Linked DNA regions of Gossypium arboreum: regions 2 and 3 are each linked to region 1. Evidence: chromatin contacts called from public Hi-C data. All regions are on one chromosome and are shown on one strand. Each heading gives the region's core, a stretch centred on a gene start, on an enhancer-like site or on the middle of the called end of the contact. The rest is flanking DNA. Distances are from core to core; before and after follow the strand shown. Region 1 holds the start of LOC108489097 (transcription initiation factor TFIID subunit 1). Region 2 holds the start of LOC108486906 (endochitinase EP3-like). Region 3 has its middle 49 kb from the start of LOC108486907.

Region 1 (4,587 bases), core at 649-3,148:
CATACAACATCACCTTGGTCAGCGGCATCAGCTGGAGTGTGCGGTGATTTTTCTGACAACTGACAATCAAACAGTGTCATTAGCAAAACAAGCCCTCACTTAAAAATAATAATGAAACACTATAGAAGATAGCCTGCATTAGATTTATTTATTTATTTATTATAGCCTGCATTAGATTTATTTATTTATTTATTATGAATCATAGATTCTTAGGGGGAAGAGATAACCCATAATAGAACAACATACATCTATATCTGTAAGAGATGGACCCAGCTTGTCTGCTACCGCAGCGAGATGTTCCTTTGCATCCTGGAAGAAATAAAGTTTGTTATCTGTAATGAAGCTGCTAAGAAGAAAAAGATACTTAACAGGGGAAAAAACAGTACGAAAATGAAAATCCTCAGCCAAACATCAAACTAACAGCTTAAATAGACAGTGCAAGCCGAATTAGCATGTTATCTCTTGCAAGGTTTATCAGGTTCAGGAAGAGCTAAGAAGTATGAAGCGAAATCGTGGGTCCTTTAACAGAGACAAAGTCCTTCAGATCCAAAGGAAGCTAACCTCAAATAATTATTACATCATTTATAATTCCCATATATAATCCAGTGCCACAAGTTTTTTTTTTTTTGTTAGTTTAAATGTTAAATGATGTGTCAGTATCATTAGTGCTTTCGACTAATTTGCTTGGGTTCACTAGTCTGAATTTTATCCTAATTTAGTTACAGAACATTCTTTTCTATGGCCTTTATTTTACATGGCTTGAGTCTTGTAATTGAACTAGATGAGATTGGCGAGTTTATTTCTCCAAACTTGTAAGAGTTTCATTAACTTGATTCATATTTAATGGAGTTGATTTTGACAGGAATTTGCAGAACAAGCGAGTTTATAAAAAACATGGTTATTCTCTGTATTTAAATTACATTTAGCGATTCATCAAATCAAATGAACTTTTGCACACCATGCACTTCATTCTAAACTCAATTAGAAATAGTTCACTGCAGCATCAAGATGCTTCCGTTCCACCACTCTTCAGGTGCAAAATCCAAATTAATATAAGCCTAAATCCTAATTGCTCCTTAAACACTAAAATAAGTACATTTACTTCTCCAGCAAAAACAAAAAGAAGCATAAAAGGCAAACTGTTGCACTCTCCTTCCTCACATCAGCTTCATTTTATCCTATGCCCTCATCCAAACCCAGCTCCACCAAAAAGGCGAAGTGTTGCACATTCCAAACCCATCAAGAACTTGGGATTCCACATACTACTTAACATACAAAGTAAGCAAAGAACGAACTTTAAAGGCTTCATAAACGCATAAATTGCCAACAATTTAAGCTCCGAGAAGAAAAGGGGATCAAATTATAAAAGAAAACTTACGTCATCAAGATAATCAGCATCAAGATCACCGGAGTTATCGACATTTCCAAACATAAAACCCAGAAGCCGATTACTCCCACCAGCTTCCTCCTCGTATTCTTCTTCATCGTCATCTTCATCTGCTCAAAAGAATAAAAAACAAATGGGGCTTTACAATTCAATCCAAAGTAAAGGAAATGAAAGTGAAAAAATATGTGAAATTGAAGACCTGGGAAGCTAGAGTGACCCATATTTCTTTATTTCTGCAAATCGAAGAAAACTGAAGAAAACCCAGAACAATTTAACCTAACCTAAACCCATGAAGTTCTTTAAGGGCTTTGGGGATTGAACTGAGAGAGAAAAGAATTAGAGGAAAGAACAAAATTTCGGTTTGATGGTTAATAAAAGAGGGAAATTAACAGAAAAAAATTAAAATTAAAAAATATACATTTATCTGAATTTTTATAAAAAAATTGTGAAAATTTTATTTAAGTGCTGGAAAACGAGCGACAAATTAAACTGAAATTTGGTTGCAGAGGCCAGGGGTATATATAGAGGAGCTGTCGTCGAGTTCGATTTTTAGAATCTTAACGTAAATGGGCCAATTACCCACGTGTCTAATATCCGGTCCGACTTGAGATTTTTTAGCCTTTTTAACTGTTTTACGGCCCAATTTGATTCCTCGGAGTTTTTTTTTACTATCTTCATAATTCATTTCGGTTTTAATTTTAGGTTTTGGAGTTTATTTTAATAATATTATCTTTATTTTATAGTTTTTAAATATTGTTTTGTAAAATTTTTAAAATAAATTATAAATATTTCTTAAAATTCAAGTAAATAAAAATTAATCATAACTCTTATATATTATATTTCAAAAAATAATTTTATATAACACTTTTAAGTTAATTTTAATATAGAATCATCATTTTCACATCATACTAATTAAATAAAAATTAAATTAAATTAATTTTAGCAACCGTAATTTTAAATTTATATTCCAAATAATGTGATGGCTCGAATTGGTTTTTATTTCTTGCTTACCTTGAAATGAAGGGCGGTAGCAGAAACGTAGGTAGGGTTTATCCTCCCTAAAATGGTTTACTTTTTGAAATTTATAAAATTTTAAAATAGTACATGGTAATTTTATATTTTTCTCTGTAAAATAATAAAATTTTAGCTCATATAAAGATAAAATATATTAAATAGTGAAATTATATTTTAATTCTTATAAAATTATACATTATTTTCGGTTATTTCTTGATAAATTTTCTAACTTCGTCCTTGACTAAATTTTTAACTAATCATATTTATTTCAAAAATAATAGATTTATTATTATTATTGATTTGAGGATGAGTTTGAATTATTAAACGAATTGAATTTGAGTAGTGTAATACTTTACTTAAGTTGCATGTAAGTTAAACTTTTGGATGGTGAATTACCTCTAATAAGATAATTTAAACCTTTAAATCGATTTCATAAGCCTTCTCGATGAAATTTTGAATGCACAAATCCTTTTTCTTCACCCTTTGATATAAATTTTATTTAATTTGTGACATTATTTTTCATATATATATATATATATAATAATTTTAATTTAATACTTATATTTAAACACTTTATTGTATCGATATTATTATTAATTGAGTCGTCAACTTAATTATAAAATTATAGAAGTATTTTTTCTTTTAAACTATAATTAATTTATTATTATGATATTTTTATCTTTTCATATTTTATATCGTATTTAAATAAAATAATTTAAAACTATAAATCTAAGGATCAAACACATATTCAATAGTATTACAGTACAAGTTCATTATTGCTCTACCTATATTTAATATCGAATAAATTTCAAAAGAAAATCTTTGTAACATAAAAAAATTATTATATATATGAATAATATTTAGTACATTTGTCAAGAAAGTTTTTAGACTCCACAAGTAAAGGTCGGGATTGACAAGTGTCCTTTAAGGGTATAGTAAAATATATTTTTACAAAAGACACGTGGCAATTTTTTAAAACTACTTATAAAAGAAAAAAAATACATTGCTAGTGTACCAAATATCACCCCTTATATAATGAAAAATATTTGATATACCATCAATGGAGTTTTTGAAATTCCACAAGTGAGTTGAGGGTTTGAGAAGCGTATTATATGATGTAATAATAAAAAATAAAAAATTAATTATATAAATAAATATGACACTTGTCACACCCTCAATCCGCTTGTGGAGTTCAAAAATCTCTACTGGCGATGTATCAAATAATTATTCATATATAATACGCTTACTTTTTACTTTGTTTATATATTTATATTTAGGTTAAATTATGATGTTAGTCTCACATCTCAAAATTGGGTCTAGAAGTTTCGAGGGTAATTTTGGAATTGTAGCACGAAATCAGTTCGAAAATTTAGAATGTGATAACTCGAAAATATTTTCATCTATGGCTCTAAAAAATTTAAACCAATTTATGAAAATAGTGTGAAACAGGCTTTAAATTTTAAAAAGAATATTGTCCCATTTTCTCTGTCCATTAGAGAGAAAACTTCCTAAACTTCATCCTTCAATTTTTTATTTTCATTACTCCAATCTCTTGTTTTCTATCATCCTTCAAACCTTAAAACCCCTTTGAATTAAAAAAAAACACAGACCAGGAACACTATTAAATTCATTGATCTTTCCAGTGAGTTTTTTTGAATTTTCAATCAAACATTCGTTTCCCCCTCAATCAAGGTAATGTCTCACTTTCCTAATAGTTTTTGATGTAGTCCAGTCTTTTAAATCAAGTTTTAATCAATTGAATCTAGAACTTTCCCTGTTAGCCGAAATTGGGGTTGTTAATGGTGAAATCTGATATTTTGAATGAAATTACTATTTCAAAGTGTTTTTCAACTTGTTTTGATGTGATTAGAAGATTTTTAAACTCGCTTTAAAGTTTCGTTAAAAGATTTGAAGGTTTTGTTGAATTTCCATTAAAAATTGGCCATGTATTTCGAATTTTTGGAACCATGAATCTAAGCAGTTTTGGGTGTTTTAAAGTTTGAGAATTGTTCTTAATGAGTAATTAGATGTTTAGAATTGGTTCTAAGCAATATGAATGCATATGGATTAAGATCTTTGAGTTTCAACTATGCTAGTCGAAAATTTTAGTTTCAAGAAGAACTAACTTATACCAGCGTTTTTGCTTGTTGAGATGTGTTTATAGTTGTAAATTAAATGTGTATATT
Region 2 (4,587 bases), core at 1,195-3,694, 220 kb after region 1:
GGTACTACTTCCGTCATGTTTTTTTTTTCTGATTGTCGAGGGTTTTTTTGCTACTTTCTCAGATTTTTTTGGTGTTACCTTATAATTTTTTTGTGGCTTCTCATGTTATTTTCTACTTTCTTTTAGTATTTCCTCAAAATTTTTTATATTTCCTCGTATTTTTTTAGTATACCCTCAATTTTTATATGGTTTGGAAATGATGATTTGTGATGAGATATAATTTTGGAGTAAAAATATTAAAGTTAAATATTAAGAAATTTTAATAGGATGATGTAAAGAAAATTTTGGTAACTTTTAAATTATTATTTTCATGCTAAATTTTGTAAGGGAAAATATATTTCATGATAATTTTTTTAAAAAGTAAAATTAAATAAATGAAACATATTTAGTAAGACGAATCAAATTTGGTATCCTATAATATTCCCTTGTATTTTTGGTAGTTCGTAATGTTTTTTTTTGGTGAATCTTTTATTTTTGGGTTTTTCCTCATAATTATTGGAGTACTAAAAACACGAGAGAATATTAAAAAATATGATGTGAGTATCAAAAATATGATGAAGTACCAAAATTATAAGAGACTACCAAATATTGATTCTTCTTATAAAATTTACTTTATTTTTTAATTTTTATTTTATAGTATATATAAAACAAATTTTATTATTATGCAAAAATATTTCTTTTATATCAAAATTGATTTTTCAAGTCAACATTTTATTTTGAAAGCATACTAAAAATTCTAATGGCATGGCTTACGAGAAAATACTAAAATTATGGGAAAATACTAAAATTATGAGGGATTATTAATAATTATTAAAAATTATGTTAGAAATTATGAATAAATAACAAAAATATGAGAGAATATAAAAATGATGGAATTTGTTTTTCATATTTTTTAAGGTAATTCATTTACAAATACAAGAAAACTTATGAAAAGCTGTAATGAGTTATTTGTATAACTTTTCAAGAGTCCTTTCAGATGGGCAGTATATTTATCTATAATAAATTGTAAAAGTAACGATAACAATAAAATTAAATATTATAATAATATTGTAGACCTAAAAAACTAAATTTACTGCAATGAAAATAAAAACCCATATAAAGCGGCCCCAGATCTAATTACTAAATGCGTGTTGAAATTTTACTTTAACTAAACCAATTATTAACTTAGAAACATTATCTATCTATCAAGTAAAAGAAAATTGTTTGTCGATTTTATTACATTGCTATATTATTTATATTTAATTTAAGTATATTAAGAAAAAAGGACGCATAGTAGGGCAAATGTATAAAAAAACACATAAATTTCCCTTTATTTTATTCTATAGCAGGTCTCTTAAAATGGAACCCTACAGTAAATTTATTCTGGGAAAACCAAATGCTACTCAACAGCATCAGTAGCCTTTAATCCCCTAATTGTTCATATTATACTGCTTGAAAAACAGCTGAAAATATCGCTAAAACTCTAACAAGACAGACTGGGTCCAGGATCAACCCCCAATTGTTTACAATAATCGGTGTAAAACCGAATTCGACGCTGAACTTTGTCTTGTGCAGCTGGAACACCACATTCAAGCCTGCCATTGATGGCTTTGATGGTTGCTCCGAACCCTTGGCCGATGACGGGGCGGACAGCGGTCATCCAGTACCATAATGAACCCTTAAATGAGACAACAGGATCATTGGCCACCATTTCAGGATTTTTCAATAAGTCCAGCTTCAAAGCATTCCCTGCGTTCCCGTAGTTAGTATTCCCTGTAAGCTGAAGCGGTCCTCGACCGTGGTAGGACTTCCCTGGTGCACATGGGAACTTTGGATTGGCTTCACAGTAGCTATTACTTTTATCCTGCTCTTCTGTATAGCAAAAGACTGCAAATATAGGAATATATGCAAAGACATCAGATTTAAGACTATATAATGAGCTTCGAATCCGTGGTTTAGTTCAAAGGAAAAAGAGCTTTACATTCAGTCTCATGGGTGGCATGGGCGAAGAATGCAGCAATCTCACGCTTGGATTCAACATCAGAACCCAATTTTCCGAAATCGGGAAAGGAATCAAGTGCAGTCAGGAAAGCTTGTCGTGTATAGAATTTCTTGCCTGCACAATCCGCACGAGCTTGGTTGATTATCCCGTTGAAGAACTGAGGTGAAACAATGGAGGCAACTGAAGCACCAGTGGGAGACTTGGAGAAACAAGGGCCTTCTTTGCAACCAGTGCCACAGTAATCGTTACCCTGACCGCAATAACCATGTTGACTGCAACACAAGTTTGGCGCACAGCCACAGTTTTGAGCCAACACGGTTTGGGTAATAGCTGAAGCAACTACTAGTCCTACGAGAACAGATGTTAGTAGCTTTTTTCCCATAGCTAAGGACTCCATTTCCCAAGGATGAGAGGGAAGTTTGATGTGAGCAGAGGGATTGAGGCAGTGGAGATATTTATAGGGTAATGTTTTCCAATATCGTATTGACTACGGGTCTATGTGACCTAAGTTATTGGACTTTTCTACCATAGCCTGGTGCGACGTGTTTAGGAGGAAGCTTCCACTTTGATAAGATTGTTATGAAATTGGATTGAGTCTGGGTTTTGTTTGTTTGTTTTAACATTATTTTTATCTATTATTTTTATTCTTTTAAATAAAATTTATATTTGATGCATATCTACATCATAAATATAGCTCTATTAAATTATAGCTCTATTAAATTATCCTCTATTAAATTATAGCTCTATTAAATTATCCTAACTTAGAATGTAAGTGAAAAATTTATATATATATATATATATATATATATATATATATATATATATATATATTTATAAAAATAAATCAGCCATCGGTTGAAATAGTAAAATTGATAAATTTAAACAAGAAATTTCATTTTTTAATGTTTTAAAATTTCCAAAATAAATTAACTTATTTGAATAAAATTACTAGAAATTTTCAAAATTTTATAAAATTTTTCAAAAGGTCCTATTTTTCAGAATTTGTTAAAATTTTATTTCATTTATATACCCATACAAAATAAAAAAAGTCAAACTTCAAAATATTATTTTATTTCATTTTAATATATGTTTTCTTATTTATATTATTTAAATACTTATATATTTTCATAAATACAATAATTTTGCATTGCTTTTTTCAAAAAAAAATTTGTTATAGAATATTTCAGAAACCCGAAATTCGACCCAATCACATGAAGCCCGACCCATCTCGCGAGCCAGCCATGGTGCCTTGCCATCTTGCAAGTCCATCGTCACTTCGCGAGGCCCATCTTGCGTCCATCGCCACTTCGTGAGCTCTCGCAAGCTAGTAGTTGCCTTCTCGCTTCGCAAGGCAATCTTTGCCACCTCGTACTATCTCGTGAGCCCACCTCGTAGGCCATCAAAGTGCCTCACCATCTTGTGAAGATGTCCTCACCAAGGCGTTACCATTTAGCCATTTTGTTGTTGTCATCTTGCCTCTCCACCTCGCGAGGTCACAAGCCACCCATCACAAACATCATGCAAAGTGTGATCATCTAACCACCTCACTGGAATAGACGCGTTTCGAAGTACGTGTTGAGCTACAGGGTGAACGTGTCATGCGCTTGGCACCTAGCGATCTCCTAACACGTCACATAAGTGGACCATGCCTTATAAATATGAAAGAGTTACTTCCAAGAGAGGGAGAACATGAGAGAACCTCAACAATATTATTTATTTTTAATATAATTATTATTATTTTACTCTTTTTTTAACTCATAAATTTTTAATAGTTTAATTTTTTCTAAAATAATTTATTCAAACAAAATAATCACAAATATTAACATTTTAAAATAGTACATTTTAAAATATCTTAATTTGAAATTTCTACAGAATTTCAAAATTCTATAATAAGTGAAACAAAAAAAAAATTTTAAGGATATATAAATTTTTAAGTTTACTTAATAATGAAGTGTCGTTGATTGAGTCTTAGCTCGATTGGTATCGGCATTGTTTCCAATGTAGGAGGACGTGGATTCGAGTGTGCTGAAGCGCATTATCTTCCTATTTAAGGTTTGGGGAGGGGTTACGAGTAGTTTAGGCATTGTATCAAAATGGGTAGATATGATAAGAACCTATGGTGTCGAAAAATTGGAACCTCATTTTCGTAAATTGAGTCCATAAAGGTAAAATGAGAGTATTTGCGGAGCTATTATGAAAATATATTGAAGATTAGTTAAGTAATTTAACCTAGAAAACTGTTAATTAAAGCTCAATGACTAAAATGTAAAAATCCAATTGCTATTGAATTTTAATTTAGAAAATGCTTGAGGACCTAATTAGCGATTATGCAAAGGACCAAAATGGTTATTAAACCATTATTTCTTATGTAATTGTGGGACTTGATGATGACATCCACTTAGTTTCTATAATTGCAATTACGAATATATATATTAGTTTTGTAAATTAATCATGATTAAACAAGTTAATGAAGCTTAATTAAATTAGTAAGACTATTATAAATAACAAACTTCAGTGGAAGATGAAAACATTTTCATCTGTTGAGTATGATTTATATTTCAGTCAAATTTGAGATTTATTTGTTTTAATCAAACTCTAATTAGTCT
Region 3 (4,587 bases), core at 1,382-3,881, 170 kb after region 1:
TTTGATATGGTATATGTTTCTGAAAATATGACATTTTAATCTAGTATATGTTTCTAGAAATATGACATTTTGATTTGACATATGTTTCTGGTAATGTGTACACTATAAGTAAAATTTTGTGCTGGTATTTACATTTGTGTATGTTATAAGTAAAAATTCTGTTTGTGGGTCGAGTGTCACATTGGGCTTCTAACTCACTCGTTTGTTTAATATGTTTCAGGTAATCTTCCGACTTAAGACCGGACGACGTGTGGGAGTTTGGATTGTTTTCTCAATTAATTAAATACAGTGATTTACAATTAGTAATATTCTTGGACTTCTGGGATTGTAATTCATTTTTGGGCTTTGATTTAGTTTTTGCTTGATTGTCGGTTTGTGGTATTTTAACATGAAATTGCATAATCATACAATTTACCAAATTAAAATTCGGTTTTTAAAATTAAAACTCTAAAATTTCTATTGCGAAACTAAATAAATCATTAGGTGATTTTACTGTAAGTAAAATATGTAAGAGGTTTTGCCACACTTATATTTTCGAAACACTCATTGAAAAAAAAATTTAAACATGATCAAATTAAGATTTTTTTTGTGAAACGAATAAGTTCTGCGCATGAGCTTAGCTAAATTAAGATTTTAGATTACACGATTTTTAAGCTAGATTTTGAATTAGTTTTTCAAATGAGTTGATGTAACTCCACCAGATTCGGCCATAATGACTAGGTTGGGATTGGGGTGTTACACTCTCATAATTTTTTGTACTTTCTCATTTTTTTTGGTATTTCCTCAAGTTTTATGGTATTCTCTTATAATATTTAGTACTTCATCATATTTTTAGTATCCCCTCATGTTTTTTTTGGCATTCTCTCATATTTTTGGTACATCATCATATTTTTACGTCATCATATTATCGGTACATACTCATTTTTTTTTTTTACACTTCCTCAAGTTTTATGGTATTCTCTCATAATTGTTGGTACTTTCTAATATTTTTTTGTATTCCCTCATATTTTTATGCATCCTCATATATTTACATCCTCATAACTTTTGGGACTTCCTCATTTTTTTTGTATTCGCTCATAAATTTTGATACTTCTTTGTATTTTTTTGCACTCTATCATAATTTTTATATTGTTTGAAAGGAAAGTTTGATACGATATATAATTTTAAAGTAAATAAAAATATTATTTTTAAATATTAAGAAATTTCAATGAGATGTTATAAAGAAAAAAATTGTAACTGTGAAATTATAATTTTTAATACTAAAATTGGTACTAAAAATTCATATTTTATGATAATTTTTAAAAATACTAAAAATTAAATAAATGAAAAAGTTTTGAGACAAACAAAAATTGGTATCCTCTCGTGTTATTTGGTATTCTCTCATAATAGTACTTCCTCAAAATTTTTTGTACTTAGATTTTTTTGTTATTTTCTCATTATTTTTGGTAGTTCCTACTGTTTCATGTTTGTTTGGTGTTCTCACTTAATTTTTTTATACATAGATTTTTTGGTGCTTCCTTATATTTCTTTTTGTAATTTCTCATGGTGTTTCTTCATAATTTTTAGTACTTCTTCCGTCACGTATTTTCTTTTTTGGTTGTTCAAGTTCTTTTTGGTACTTTCTCAAATTTTCTAGTATTACCTCATAAGTTTTGTGGCTCCTTATGTTATTTTGTACTTTCTTTTAATTTTATATTCTCTCAATTTTTTGGTATTCTTTTTCATTTTTTAATATATCCTCAAAATGTTTTATATATTTTTGAAATGATGATTTGGTTGAGATATAATTTTGGAGTATAAAATATTAATTTTAAATATTAAGAAATTTAAATAGGATTATGTAACGAAAAAATTTAATAACTTTTAAATTATTATTTTTCATGCTAAATTTTGTAAGGAAAAAATATTTGAGGATAATTTTTTAAAATATTAAAAATTAAATAACTGAAACAAATTTAGTAAGAAGAAACTTTTTGTTTTTCCTTGGTGGGGAATATAAAAAAAAATGATAAGAGACTACTAAATATTGGTTGGTCTAATAAATTTTGTTTTATTATTTTTAAAATTTTAAATGTTATTAGTATGCGAAATATTTGTCTGATATAATTCAAAATTTTATTTTGAAAGCATACTAGAAATTTTAATAGCATTCCAAAAATTACGAGAAAATAGTACGAAAGCATAGCAGAAAATTTAATGGCAAGGCTTATGAGAGAACACTAAAAATTATGAATGAAGGGCAACCCAAAATTAGGAGGGAGTAAGAAAAATGATGGTCCACCTTACTTTAACTAAACCACTTATTAACTTAAAAGCCTTATCCATCTATCAAGTAAAAAGAAAATTGTTTGTCTATATTAAGAAAAAAGGACGCATATTTCCCTTTATTTTATTCTATAGCAGGTCTGGGAAAATCATAAGCTACTCAACAGCATCAGTAGCCTTCAAGCCCCTACTTTTTCGTATTATACTGCTAGAAAAACAGCTGAAAACATCGCTGAAACTCTAACAAGACACATTGGGTCCTGGATCAACCCCAAATCGTTTACAATAATCGGTGTAAAACTGAATTCGATGCTGAGCTCTGTCTTTTGCAGCTGTAACACCACATTCAACCCTGCCATTGATGGCTTTGATGGTTTCTCCGAACCCTCGGCCGATGACGGGGCGGACAGCGGCCATCCAGTACCATAATGAACCCTTAAATGAGACAACAGGATCATTGGCCACCATTTCAGGATTTTTCAATAAGTCCAGCGTCAAAGCATTCCCTGCTTTCCCGTAGTTATAATTCCATCAAAGCTGGAGCGGTCCTCGACCATAGTAGGACTTCCCTGGTGCACATGGGAACTCTGGCTTGGTGGTGTCACAGTGGCTATCACTTTTATCCTGTTCTTCTGTATGGCAAAAGACTGCAAAAATAGGAATATATACAAATACAGCAGATTTAGGACTATATAATTGGCTTTGAATCTGTGGTTTAGTTCACTTCAAAGGAAAAAGAGCTTTACATTCAGTCTCATGGGTGGCATGGGCAAAGAAAGCAGCAATCTCACGCTTGGATTCAACATCAGAACCCATTTTTCCAAAATCGGGAAAGGAATCAAGTGCAGTCAGGAAAGTTTATCGTGTATAGAATTTCTTGCCTGCACAATCTGCACGAGCTTGGCTGATTATCCCGTTGAAGAACTGAGGTGAAATAATGGAGGCAACTGAAGCACCAGTGGAAGACTTGGAGAAACAAGGGCCTTCTTTGCAACCAGTGCCACAGTAATCGTTACCCTGACCGCAATAACCATGTTGACTGCAACACAAGTTTGGCGCACAACCACAGTTTTGAGCCAACACGGTTTGGGTTATAGCTGAAGCAACTACTAGTCCTACGAGAACAGATGTTAGTAGCTTTTTTCCCATAGCTAAGGACTTCATTTTCAAAGGATGAGAGGGAAGTTTGATGTGAGCAGAGGGATTGAGGCAGTGGAGATATTTATAGGGTAATGTTTTCCAATATCGTACTGACTAGGGGTCTATGTGATCAAAGTTATTGGACTTTTCTACCATAGCCTGGTGCGACTTGTTTACGAGGAAACTTCCACTTTGATAAAATTGATATTTGATGCATGTCTACATCATAAATATAGTTCTATTAAATTACATTAACCTGAAAAATATTATATAAATATATTTATAAAAAATTTATATAAAAACTAAATTAATTATTGGTTGGAATAGCAAAATTGAAACATTGAAAATCTTAATATTCTAGGTTGAAGTCCATCATTGACATATTTATTATAGGTTTAAATTGTTTTATAAGGTTTTATATAAAATGAAAATAATTTAATAATAATATTTGTTACTTTTAAAGGATATTTTAGTTAATTTTCAATTGAGTTGGTGTTTAAATAACTCGTAATAGTAATACACTTAAGAATTTAAATAAAGTATAAATATTATGATAGTTAATAAGTGTTCACACTTTATCATTAAAAAATGAATAATGTCTTTTTGATCTTCCAACTTTACAAAAAAGTTTATTTTAGCTCTTCATTTAATTTTTTGTCTCTTTTAGCCATTAAACTTGCATTTTTTGTCAACTCACCTCAAAATGGAAGGAAAAGTTAACTTTTCCTAACTTTGTTGATGTAGCATACATGTGGATTGCCACATATACGACATGTCGACATTTAATTACTTTTTAAAATATTAAAATTTTTATACTCTTTAAATAATTTTAATGATTTTTAATTTTAAAAATTTTAATAAGTCAATTAAATACTTATATGCTATTTACATGACCATCCATGTGTATGTCACATTAATAAAGTTGAAAAATATTAACTTTTCCATCCATATCGTGGTAATTTGACAAAATACAAATTTAAGAGCTAAAAATGTGAAATTTTAAATGAATGGCTACAATAAATTTTTTCACAAAAAATTCTGTTTAGAAGAGCAATTTAGGCAAGAGATTTCATTTTGTTAATGTTTTAAATTTTCCAAAATAAATTAACTTATTTGAATAAAAATTATAAAAATTTCAAAAGGTCCTATTTTTCAAATTTTGTTAAAATTTTAATTCATTTA

Evidence for each region. Hi-C and Micro-C count contacts between places; a contact is called where the count stands out from the background.
Region 2: a contact with region 1 is called in a Hi-C map of leaf, with 2.2 times the contacts expected there. The contact joins the promoter of LOC108486906 here to the promoter of LOC108489097 in region 1.
Region 3: a contact with region 1 is called in a Hi-C map of leaf, with 2.9 times the contacts expected there. The contact joins the enhancer-like site here to the promoter of LOC108489097 in region 1. A contact is called at or near these places in 2 of 5 Hi-C or Micro-C datasets (both in leaf).

Annotation. Positions count from the first base shown.
Region 1 is chr10:36,478,647-36,483,233 of ASM2569848v2, reverse strand. It overlaps LOC108489097 (transcription initiation factor TFIID subunit 1), which reads right to left and starts at 1,898. Exons shown (of 21, transcript XM_017793376.2): 1 at 1,587-1,898; 2 at 1,379-1,497; 3 at 247-309; 4 at 14-59. The coding sequence starts at 1,608.
Region 2 is chr10:36,258,913-36,263,499 of ASM2569848v2, reverse strand. It overlaps LOC108486906 (endochitinase EP3-like), which reads right to left and starts at 2,444. Exons shown (of 2, transcript XM_017791069.2): 1 at 1,961-2,444; 2 at 1,285-1,866. The coding sequence starts at 2,378. The coding sequence ends at 1,463.
Region 3 is chr10:36,313,400-36,317,986 of ASM2569848v2, reverse strand. It overlaps the pseudogene LOC108486905. Among protein-coding and RNA genes, the nearest start is that of LOC108486907, 49 kb to the right of the region's middle. Within about 2 kb of position 2,631, at least 2 of the 2 cell types and tissues checked have an H3K27ac peak or open chromatin away from gene starts, as enhancers often do. A contact at or near this core is called in leaf, where this site is marked.